2 separate regions of the Sorghum bicolor genome follow, and region 2 is linked to region 1. A link is a contact called in public HiCAR-type data. All regions are on one chromosome and are shown on one strand. The core of a region is the stretch at or near the end of the contact, and the rest is flanking DNA. Distances in the headings are between cores, read along the strand shown. Region 1 holds the start of LOC8064611 (probable polyol transporter 3). Region 2 holds the start of LOC8064612 (CASP-like protein 2U1).

Region 1 (5,352 bases), core at 2,814-5,313:
TAATTTTTATTTTATTTAGCAATTAATGTTTAATTATAGATTAAAAGATTCATTTTATAAATATATATATATTATTTATAAAACTAAAAATACAATTAGAAAATAATTTAAGAGATGAATATTTTAATCCATAATTGGACACTAATTGTCAAATAAAACCAAAATACTCAATATCATGAGCAACAAAACAATCCCTTATATATTCTTATGGCAGCAAACATCCATCGGTCGACACCATGCCCGGGCTTTCCAACAGTTAATTGTCTCGCTGCCAAGATTCCAGATGAGATCGAAAGCGAGAGGTGTGTGCCCGGCCCATCGTTGGATACGACGTCGCAATAGACTTCACCGTACGTCCTCAACTTTCCCAAGCAACTAGTCAAAAAAAAAAAACAAAAAAAAACTTTCCCAAGCAACCTCTGTGTGTCGACTAGTCAGCGATGGATGATCATGTGTGTCCAGTAATAATATATGTTTTCAGTTTCCTAACTCAAATTAACGATGATCTTTGCGCTGCCTATCTGAATATTGCAACCAACCGAATCAGTGTAAAACATGTGTGCATATTTATAATTCGCGCGCTTTTGTATAACAAACACGAGTTGACTTTGTAGTACTCTTTTTTCTTTTGACAACTGTTTGTAGTACTCTTTAAATGTTTGAGCCCACCATGCGTGGAGATTTTGTAAGCTTAGTTAATTGTCACATGGATATCACATAGCACGACAAACAAACAAATAATCAACAGAATCTGCTGACGGTGTGATCGGGTCACGCCACGAAATTAAACGAGCCAACCAAACAGCACTTCGATCTTAATCTGGACTGACGATACCGCTTTTGCACGTTGGTTCAATATTCGGAAATGATATGGTTAACGTTTCTCTGACAATCGTGATAGCATGTAGAGAGCATATCAAATCGAGAGACAAAAACAAATAGAGTATTAGCGCCAAGAGAGAAGACGAAACTAAATGGAACACTAGGTTGGTCTAATTAAGCCATCCTTATTAACACACTACGTAACATGGAAAAGTGGCACTAAATTATCCAAGGCTCCTGGTAGCTAATGAACCATGAACAACGGTCGTCATCTATTTGCAAGTTGCCAAGACTTGACAAAAGCATAAGCTTTACCAGCCCAATCAATATCGATCGCACACCTAATGAACACGTAGGATTAGAAATAAGTTAAGCTAGCGAATGTGACAACGTTGTATAGTGCAGCGCCATATGAACGCGCGATATATGGTGCAGCTGCACACTAGTACACAGAGGTACGGTTCCTAACCCCTTTTTACAGGCGGTTTGGCGAACCGCCTGTGTTTAGTGGCGTGTGGAAATAAATTTTTCCACAGGCGGGTAACTGAGAACCGCCTGTGGAAATGTATTTCTACAGGCGGTTCAGTTATGCTAAGGTCACGGTTAATCGTGGCCTCACCGTGACGGGCGCCTGTGCCCGCTGCGGAAAATGGAATTACCGCAGCGGGCAACATAAGGTGCCCGCTACGGTTAATCTCATTAACCGCAGCGGGCACCTTATGTTGCCCGTCGCGATTAATCCCATTAACCGCAGCGGGCGCCTTATGTTGCCCGTCACGGTTAATGATTTAAAAAAAAAAACTAGACAGGCCCGCCGAGCCCATCCAGGTTGTTGCCACCGCCGCCAGGGAAACCCTAGCACTGCCGGTTAGGGTCATCGCCGTCGTCGTCCATGGATCCGCTCTAATTAATCCACCTTCTCACGCTGGAACCAATCGGCCCCCACATAGGAGGGAGAGCCACGACCCCCGCCGCCACCGGAGATGGGCATGACCGGCCTCCACCTCCCAGATTTGGCTCGTGGTGGCTCCTTCACCGGATCTGGAAAGAGAGAAAGAAGAATAGTGAGATGAGTGAAAAAGAGAGGGAGATCGGGAGGGCGCGAGCGGCGGTGACGACTAGGTACGCACCTGGATGTTCATGGCCTTCTTGTTGGTCTCCAGCTAGCTGCCTGCAAGCAAACACAGAGATAAAATCGATGGACGAAGTCAGATCAGATGGGGATTGGATGGTGAGGTGAGCAAGGGAGGAGGAGGAATCGGGGTAGGGATGGATGGGGATAGATGTTCCTTTGGAGGCCTTGTTCTTCTCGGTGTACCTCTCCTCCTGCTCCTCCTTGGTGCCCTTGTTGTTTCTGCGAGAGAAGAGAGAAGAGTCGAGTCGCGAGTGGGGAAGGAAGGAAGGGACCAGGCTGCTTCTCTCTTTCCAGCGGTTCATTTAAAGTGCCCCTCCACTAAAAATAATTTACTGTGGCGGGCATAATAGGTTGCCCGCTGCGGTAAATTGATTTACTGCAGCGGGCATCTTAATACGTCCGCCACGGAAAATATATATTTTCCGTGGCGGACATATTAAGATGCCCGCTGCGGTAAATCGATTTACCGCAGCGGGCAAAAATGTCCGTCACAGTTAATTAAAAGTGTCCGCTGCGGTAAATCGCACGATTTACCACAGCGGGCAAAAAACACGCCCGCCACGGAGCGAACAGTAGCAACGTCACGGAAGTTCATTTCTGTAGTAGTGCGGATTTCTTAAGAAACCGCCTGTAGAAATATGATTTCTACATGTGGTTTCTTAATAAATCCGCCTGTAGAAATACATGATTTCTACAGGCGGTTTTGTTAGAAAACCGCTTGTAAAAATTGATTTTCACAGGCGGTTTTGTAGTCGGGTAAGCCAATTTCTTTCCACAGTCGTTCTTTAATTAAAACCGCCTGTAAAAATTATATTCCACCGCTGACTTTGAGCAATTCTGTACTAGTGACAGTTACCACTATTATACAGATGAAATAGTGCAGGTACAGATACCAAAAGAGGGAGTGGGAGCATGTGTTGCAGTCGGGCATAGGGGAGCGGCGGCTAAGGGAGTGGATGAGCTGGGAGTTAGATTACCTCCTCCAAAAAGAGATTTATGGAGACAGTTGTTATAAGAGAACCGCCTGAAAATAAATCATGACTGTCTCGATAAATCGATTTTCTGCTCGATTAATAAAAACCAACCGCCTCGGTTAATCCGAGGCATATACCGTGGTAGTTAGAAGTACTGTCCGCCTCTAAAAATAATTCTAAAATGCTTTGCAAAAGATTTTTATAGGAGTGTAAAATATATTATAATTTGGAATAGGGGGAGTAGATAATAAGGCCTTGTTTGGTTGGAGATGGAAATTTCTTTTGAGTGTCACATCAAATGTTTTGTAGGATATCGGAAGGGGTATTCGGATAGTAATAAAAAATTAATTACATAACTCCGCTGGAAACTATAAGACGAATTTATTAAGCTTAATTAATCTATCATTAGCACATGTAGGTTACTATAGCACGTAAGGCTAATCATGGACTAACTAGGCTTAAAAGATTCGTCTCGTGATTTCCAACTGAACTGTGTAATTCATTTATTTTTTATCTGTATTTAATACTCCATGCATACGTCCAAACATTCGATGGGATGGATAAGAACTTTTTGAGTTGAAAACTAAATAAGGCCTAAACATATAAAGATTAGTTGCACGGTTCTATGGCTGTTCTTGTTAGATTCGGTTTGTATCGTTTTTGGATTTTTAAAACCAGTTTTTTATCTGTAGTTTCTAAAATATAGATTCTTATTAAAAACTGGTAGAGGTATTTGGATCTCCGGTTTTTAAGAATTTGACTTCATCTATTGCTCTGCGGGTCAAAAAAAATGATAAAAACTAGGTGTCACAGCTTTCTGATTTGAACAATCTGACAAAAACTGATCTATTTGGATCCCACTTAATTTATAAAAAAAACATATTCTTAAAAACTAGCAAAAACTAAGAGATCCAAACGGAAGCTTAGATCCGAGGTATAACAAGAACATGAGGACCAGCCGGAAGGGAGGAGAGGAGACGGTGGTGATGAGGATAAAGCCGAGCACTGATTCGCTGTGTGGGCCCCGAAAAGAGATGACGTGACTTGGAATTGGAATTTGGAAAGCACCGGACGTCTTGTACTAGCGTCTCAACTCAAAGACGTCACACAATGCAAGCGAGCTGGCGCCCGCACTCTCGAAAACAGGAGGAATTCGATCCGCCGGCCGGTTGTTGGGTTGGGTCGCAGCAGCCAGCAGCCAGCTGCGCCGGCCGCGAGGTTGCGCACGCACGTTATCCCCGCGCGACCGAGCGCGGCGGGCGGCAAGGGCCGAAGAATGCCCCGCGCCCCGCGCCTCCCGTCGCGTCGGCTCGCGCTCGCGCAGGCCGCCACGATTTCCTTGGCCGCCGCCAGCCATCCCGGGCATCCAGCCGCGCGCGCCGTGTCGCCTTGTGCGTGCCTATATAGATGTCCATCCATTCATCTCTCTCTCTCTCTCTCTCTCTCTCTGCTCTCTCCGTGCGGCGCTAATTTCAGCTCGATCGTGGTGTCATCGATTTATAGCAGTAAAAACATCGTGCTGCACCGCTACCTTGCCACGCCTCTCTCTCTTTCTCTCTCGCGCGCGAGAGCCCGCCGGCCGGCAACAATGAAGAAGGAGGAGGATGACCTCGAGTCGCCGCTGCTGGCCGACATCAAAGAGCCTGCGCCGGCGCCGGCGCCGGCGGACGGCAGCACCAAGGGCTGCACGTACGCGCTCGTCTGCGCGCTCCTCGCCTCCGTCACCTCCATCATCTACGGCTACAGTAAGCCCTTCAATTCTCTCGCTGCTGCTTCATTTTTCTTGGCAATTGCGTTGCGTGCGCGCGTGACGTGACGTGCGCTTTTCGCAGACCGCGGGGTGATGAGCGGCGCGCAGAAGTTCATCCAGGCGGACGTGGGCGTGACGGACGCGCAGCTGGAGGTGCTCATCGGCGCCACCAGCGTCTACTCCCTGCTCGGCTCGCTGGCGGCGGGGTGGGCGTGCGACCGCGCGGGCAGGCGCCGCACCGTCGCGCTCTCCGCCGCGCTCTTCCTCGCGGGCTCCGCCGTCACCGCCGCCGCCGACGGGTACGCCGCGCTCATGGCGGGCCAGCTCGTCGCCGGCGTCGCGTGCGGGTTCGGACTCGTCGTCGCGCCCGTCTACATCGCCGAGATCTCGCCAGCCGACGCTCGCGGATTCCTCTCCTCCATTCCCGAGGTAAGTACGGAGTACGTACTAGTACTGTAGTAGTAGTACGACGGCGGCGATGATTCTACGCGGCCGTGCATGGTTGTTCATTGTTCGTAGTACGTGTTGTTAGTTGTTCTTGATTATTATTAGGCGACCTTGACAGTGCGATGGTGCCGATGCTATTAATTGATTATAGCTAGCTGCAGGTGCAGCTGCAGATCTGACATGCATGCATCCTTCCTAGGTATAATTAAGTTTCATGGCTCGAT
Region 2 (5,523 bases), core at 973-3,472, 140 kb before region 1:
AACAGTGTTTTTTCATAATTAATAAATAGTATTTGTAGCCATCACTTTCCAGATCAGCTCTGATACACAGGCTCAGAGCACGCGAGCGGCGCAGGGAAACAAGACGAGACAGTACTTGTCGAATGTCGATCGACATGGTCGGCAAAAAAGGACAGTGCCGGTGTAGTAGACGCGTGTAGGACTAGCAGCTTGCAGCGTGTGCGTGGCACTCCCGCGAATGTGAAAGCGTTGAGGCCTTCTTCTTCTGTTTGAGCCTGAAGTCCTGTGACGAAGCAATGTGGAGGCGATGACCCACGTGACTATGGGCCCGTTTGGTTGCATCTTCTAAAGATTATCGTCTGTTGCATTAAATATTTAGACAAATACATAGAATACTAAATATTTTACAAAACTAAAAATACAGTTAGAGAATAATTTGTGAGATAAATCTCTTAAGCTTAATTAGTTTATGATTGGACACTAATTGTCAAATAAAATAAAAATACTATGATATTTATTAAACTTTAATAACTCCAATGCCTCCTGTCTCCTAGCTAGTACTCCCTCCATCCCAAATTATAAGTTATTCCAAAAATCTTGGAGAGTCAAAGTTTTTCAAGTTTGACCAAATTTATATAGCAAAATAATAATATTTTTTTGGTACCAACCAAGTATCATTAGATTCTTTTTTTTATATTTTCATAGTGTAACTATTTTATGACATAAATCTTTATATTTTTTTCTAGTTTTTGGTCAAACTTAAAAATGCTTTGACTTTCTAAGTTTATTGGAATGACTTATAATTTGGAACAGAGAGGGAGTAGTATGTCTTTTGGAAATGCGGGACGACTTTAACACACTACAGCACTACTACTGTGAAAATGTTCTGATGTGGACGATGTGACGTCACGTACGCGTCACCGTGATGATGGACAACGATCGATCTCCAGACTCTAGCGGAGCGGGGCTAGGTTAGCCGCCGGCCTGCAGACGGTTGCCCGGGCCGCCCGGTGTGCGGGGGCTAGCTACGACGACTGCAAGGCGGCATGCATGCGTCGTCGGTCGGTAGCAGAGGGAGACGTGTGACCAAGAATCCTCGATCGTTAGGCATTGTAGGAGTAAAGCAAGAAGCGAAGCTGGCCTCGTGACCGTCTCTCAAAAACCAATTTTTTTTTCAAGATTTTTCATCGCATCGAATCTTTAAACGCATGTATAAAGTATTAAATATAAACGAAAATAAAAACTAATTACACGTTTGGTCAGAATTTACAAGATGAATCATTTGAACCTAATGGTTGGACAATAATTACCATAAACAAACGAAAGTGCTACGGTATCGTGAAATTTTTTCCTTCAACAACTAAACACGCCCTTATTATGTCATCATCGTCCGGCTTCATTCGGAACTCGGAGCTCCAACGAATTGACTGTAAGGATTTGACAGGGTTTCTTCGGCGGCTTCAAAAGTCATTCGGAGTCATTTTCTATTAAACAAGGTGAAATAAAACAACTTTGTTAATGAAGTCATAAAAACATACTCTTACAAAAGTTTTGAGTGAAAAGAATCTAAAATAGTGGTTTAATCCGACTTCACCTTATCTTGTACAGCGTTTTGTTAAAGTATATTTTAAAGAACTCAGAGTTGTCTTACCAAACGATTTATCAAAACAGTTCTAGCTATAGTGATAAAGCTATTTATGAAGCTGAATCCTTAAAAAAACTATCTCTCCATCCCAAATTGTAAGTCATTCCAAGAATCTTGGAGAGTCAAAGCATTTTTATGTTTGACCAAACTTATAGAGAAAAATACTAAGATCTGTAACGTAAAGTGAGTATATTATGAAAATATAATTAAAGAAGAATCTAATGATATTTAGTTGGTATCATAATAATAATAATTATTTTATTATATAAATTTGGTCAAACTTAGAAAAGTTTGATTCTCCAAGATTTTTGGAATGACTTACAATTTGGAATGGAGGGAGAGTCGACCCGTACCAAATTAGGCCTAAGCAGCCGCTTGATCCACGTCTTTGTGTGAAACCCATTTCTCCTTTCCGTCGCAGGCCGTGGCGTACGTGATGTCCGATGTGTGAAACCGGTTTTTCTCTCTCCAACATTATCCTCTTTTTGGAAAGAGCTCCAGCCCGTAATAATGGCAATTATAACAGCCTGACGAAAACCTCCCGCCACCACCACAGCCCACACACACCCACACACACACGCAGAGGATCCATCATCGATCCATATTCCATACCCCACACTCTTGCACTAACGCCAAAGCGGTGTGGAAGAAGCTTTTAATTAGTTTTCGTTTCCATTTCCACTATAAAATGGCCATGGAACGATGGAATCACAAATCACTCCCAATCGAGTCCCGTGAGCCCTGACCCTCTTTATCTCTCACTCACTCTCTGCTAACCTCTGATTAGTTATCTCTATCACCAGTAGCTGCCGCCTTGCTCGCTCGCTGCCGATAGAGCTGCGGCAGCACGGCCGGCCACCAGCACCACCACCGCGTAACGAAACCCAACGCCGCCGGTCGCCGGCCGGCCGTCCATCCGCCGCACCGGCCATGGCCATGGCGCTGGCCCTGGGTGGTGGCCAAGACGCGGAGCGGAAGGTGAAGGTAGCGGAGGTGGCGCTGCGCGCGCTGCTGTGCGGGCTGGGCGCGCTGGCGGCGGCGCTGGTGGCGACGGACACCCAGACGCGGACCTTCTTCTCGCTGCAGAAGAAGGCCAGCTACACGGACATGAAGGCCATGGTGTTCCTGGTGGACGCCGCCGCCGTCGCCGCCGGCTACAGCCTGCTGCAGCTGGCTGCGCGCTGCTGCGGCGGCGGCGCCATGTCCAGCGGCCGCGGCGACGGCGGCGGACGCGGCCGGGCCCTGTCCTGGTGCGTGTTCTCGTGCGACCAGGCGCTGGCGTACGTGCTCCTGGCCGCCGTCGCCGCCGCGCTGCAGGCCTCCGTCGTCGCCAAGCGTGGCCAGCCCGAGTTGCAGTGGATGGGGATCTGCGCACTCTACGGCGCCTTCTGTAGGCAGGCCGGCGCCGGCCTCGCTACCGCCGTCGTGGCTGGGCTCGCCGCCGTCCTGCTCGCCTTCCTCTCCGCGTTCAACCTCTTCAGGCTCTACGGCAGCGGCGGCACCAAGAGCTAGTAGCTTTGTGATGAGCAGAGGCCGTTCTTCCATCTGACCACCATCTCTTGCAAACACCGTAGCGTAGGGCTTTGCTTGATTTGGTTGCTACTGGTAATTATATATAGGCTGGTTCATGCATGTGAAAGCAAGATCGAGTGGTGCTAATAAGATAGCCGTACGCACTGCTCAACGTCGAATTGAAACAACTTAAAGAATAAACATGAATGGGTCTATAGGATCGGAGTTGCAGCAAAGAATTTGTTGGATTCTTCAGTCTGACGAACAGGCAGAGTGACAATTTCAATGCTGCCCTGCTAAGGGCCTGTTAGATTTGAGATAAAATTTTTTTAGATGTCACATCGAATGTGACGGAAGGATGTCGGGAGAGGTTTTTAGAAACTAATAAAAAAAATTACATAGCTCGTCAGGAAACTGCAAGACAAATTTATTAAGCATAATTAATCTGTCATTAGCGTATGTGGGTTACTGTAGCACTTAGGCTAATCATGGAGTAACTAGGTTTAAAAGATTCGTCTCACGATTCTCAACTAAACTGTATAATTAGTTTATTTTTTTTATTTATATTTAATGTTCTATGTATGTGTCTAAAGATTCGATGGGATGGATGAAAAATTTTTACATGGAAAACTAAACAGGGCCTAAGAAACGCCCATCATGCAGCACCACGGAATCTGAAGCGAAGATCACGGGCGGCGAGGCAGCTGCTGCGCGGGCCACGCCACGCGTTGTGGTGCAAGTTCCTCGGCGTGCGGTGCGCTGGCCCGTTTTGTTCCCTTCTTTAAAGGTAGCGCGCACGCGTGCAAGCAACTCCACTACGGATCCGACGGACATCATCAGTTTGCTGCAATCAAACGCTTTTCTTCGACTGAGATTTGGAGAAAGAAAAGAGGTCATCCTAGAACAAGAGTAAAGTCCATCAGTGGTCCCTAAACTTGTTTAGATGTGTCATTCCGGTACTTAAACTCGCAAAATGACCGTTTAGTTACCTAAATTTGTTCGGTTGTGTCATCCTGGTCCCTAAACTTAAAAATCTCTCATATAGGTCCTCAAGCTTGTTCAGTTGTGTCATCCCGGTCCCTAAACTTGTTTTTAAGTCTTATCTGGGTCAAAACAGAACGAATCTAAAAACTCTATATTGAAAAATAATTCTGTTGATGCAAAACTGGTCTGCAAACACAAAGGGCTAATACCCAATTCAAACGTTAAGGCGTGCCAGCCGATTTGACCTTACTATCGGCAAAGGTGATAACTCGAATACTTTAGTCCTGACAACAGCGATGCGCCCAGATGTCACGGCTAAGAGGTATTCACGCGGAACTCGAGAACATGCCGAGCTTAAGTCGACGAATTCCTAAGAACTCGTAATAAAAGGAAAAAGTATGACGAAGTCGTCGAAAAAGTAGATGCTGGAATATGAATAAAAACATGTGTTTGATTGATTTCTTGATTGATTATTACAAGGTCCTAGGGTTTATATTTATACCCTGCTCAAAGAGCTACAACCAGACACGATTAGAATTCGAATTCCAAATTACACGGAATCCGTATACAAAACGATGCAAATAATTAAGGAAATAACAAAACTATCCTTTGTGACAAACCGAAACTCCTCCACATGACAACTGGCAGCTTCCGGACTCCTCCTTTGCATCATCGGCAATCCCTTTGCCACAGTCATCGGCAGACCTTTTTATCCAGCTATCGGCACCATATTACTGCCTGTGGACTTAGTCACATTCAACCTCTCCCTCATCGGCAACCATCCTCATCGGTAACCCGCATCGTACTGCCACCCTATCCTGCCATCCTAGACACGTGCCCAAAAACGGTGTCAACACATGCCCCCCAGTTTCGGAGTATAAAACTATTAATGCTCCGAAATTCTCTGCAGTAATGATGCCTTCTCCGCAATTAATGCTCCTAATCTGGTAACCGACAACCTCAATCTGGATAACTCTGATCCTAATCCTCCGCAGATTCCTCGAAATCCCCAACTTCCCAAACGGGCATTTTTCTCAGTCGTACATCGGTAACAATACCGTTACAAAGATCTGCCGATGCTCTGACCAGGATATTCGTAAAAACGGTTACTTCCCCCCTATCCGCCCATCGGCAAGATGATCGTTATAGAATATCGCCGATGGACCGACCAGGAGATCTCGCACAGTAAAATATCTTCAGATAATGACCGCTTCCCATCAAATCACCTGCACAATCCCTGGATTACCGTGCGAACAGTTACCATATCCACCTGAGTACCCTCGGGCTTCTCGGATGCGGCAAAGAGATAAGTCGAATTTGCCCTTGCCCATCTTGTCCTATAAATAGTTCCTTCTTGGGTACTCCTCCCCCATCACACCATTCTACTATCCAACTTTACTTTT

Evidence for each region. HiCAR-type assays count read pairs that join an accessible place to other places.
Region 2: a contact with region 1 is called in a HiCAR-type map of leaf, with 2.3 times the contacts expected there. The contact joins the promoter of LOC8064612 here to the promoter of LOC8064611 in region 1. A contact is called at or near these places in 1 of 4 Hi-C or Micro-C datasets (leaf mesophyll) and 1 of 1 datasets of contacts at active chromatin or transcription factors (leaf).

Annotation. Positions count from the first base shown.
Region 1 is chr8:51,574,891-51,580,242 of Sorghum_bicolor_NCBIv3, reverse strand. LOC8064611 (probable polyol transporter 3) reads left to right here and starts at 4,063. Exons shown (of 3, transcript XM_002443213.2): 1 at 4,063-4,676; 2 at 4,764-5,110. The coding sequence starts at 4,208.
Region 2 is chr8:51,712,286-51,717,808 of Sorghum_bicolor_NCBIv3, reverse strand. It overlaps LOC8064612 (CASP-like protein 2U1), which reads left to right and starts at 2,222. Exons shown (of 1, transcript XM_002443216.2): 1 at 2,222-3,372. The coding sequence starts at 2,555. The coding sequence ends at 3,136.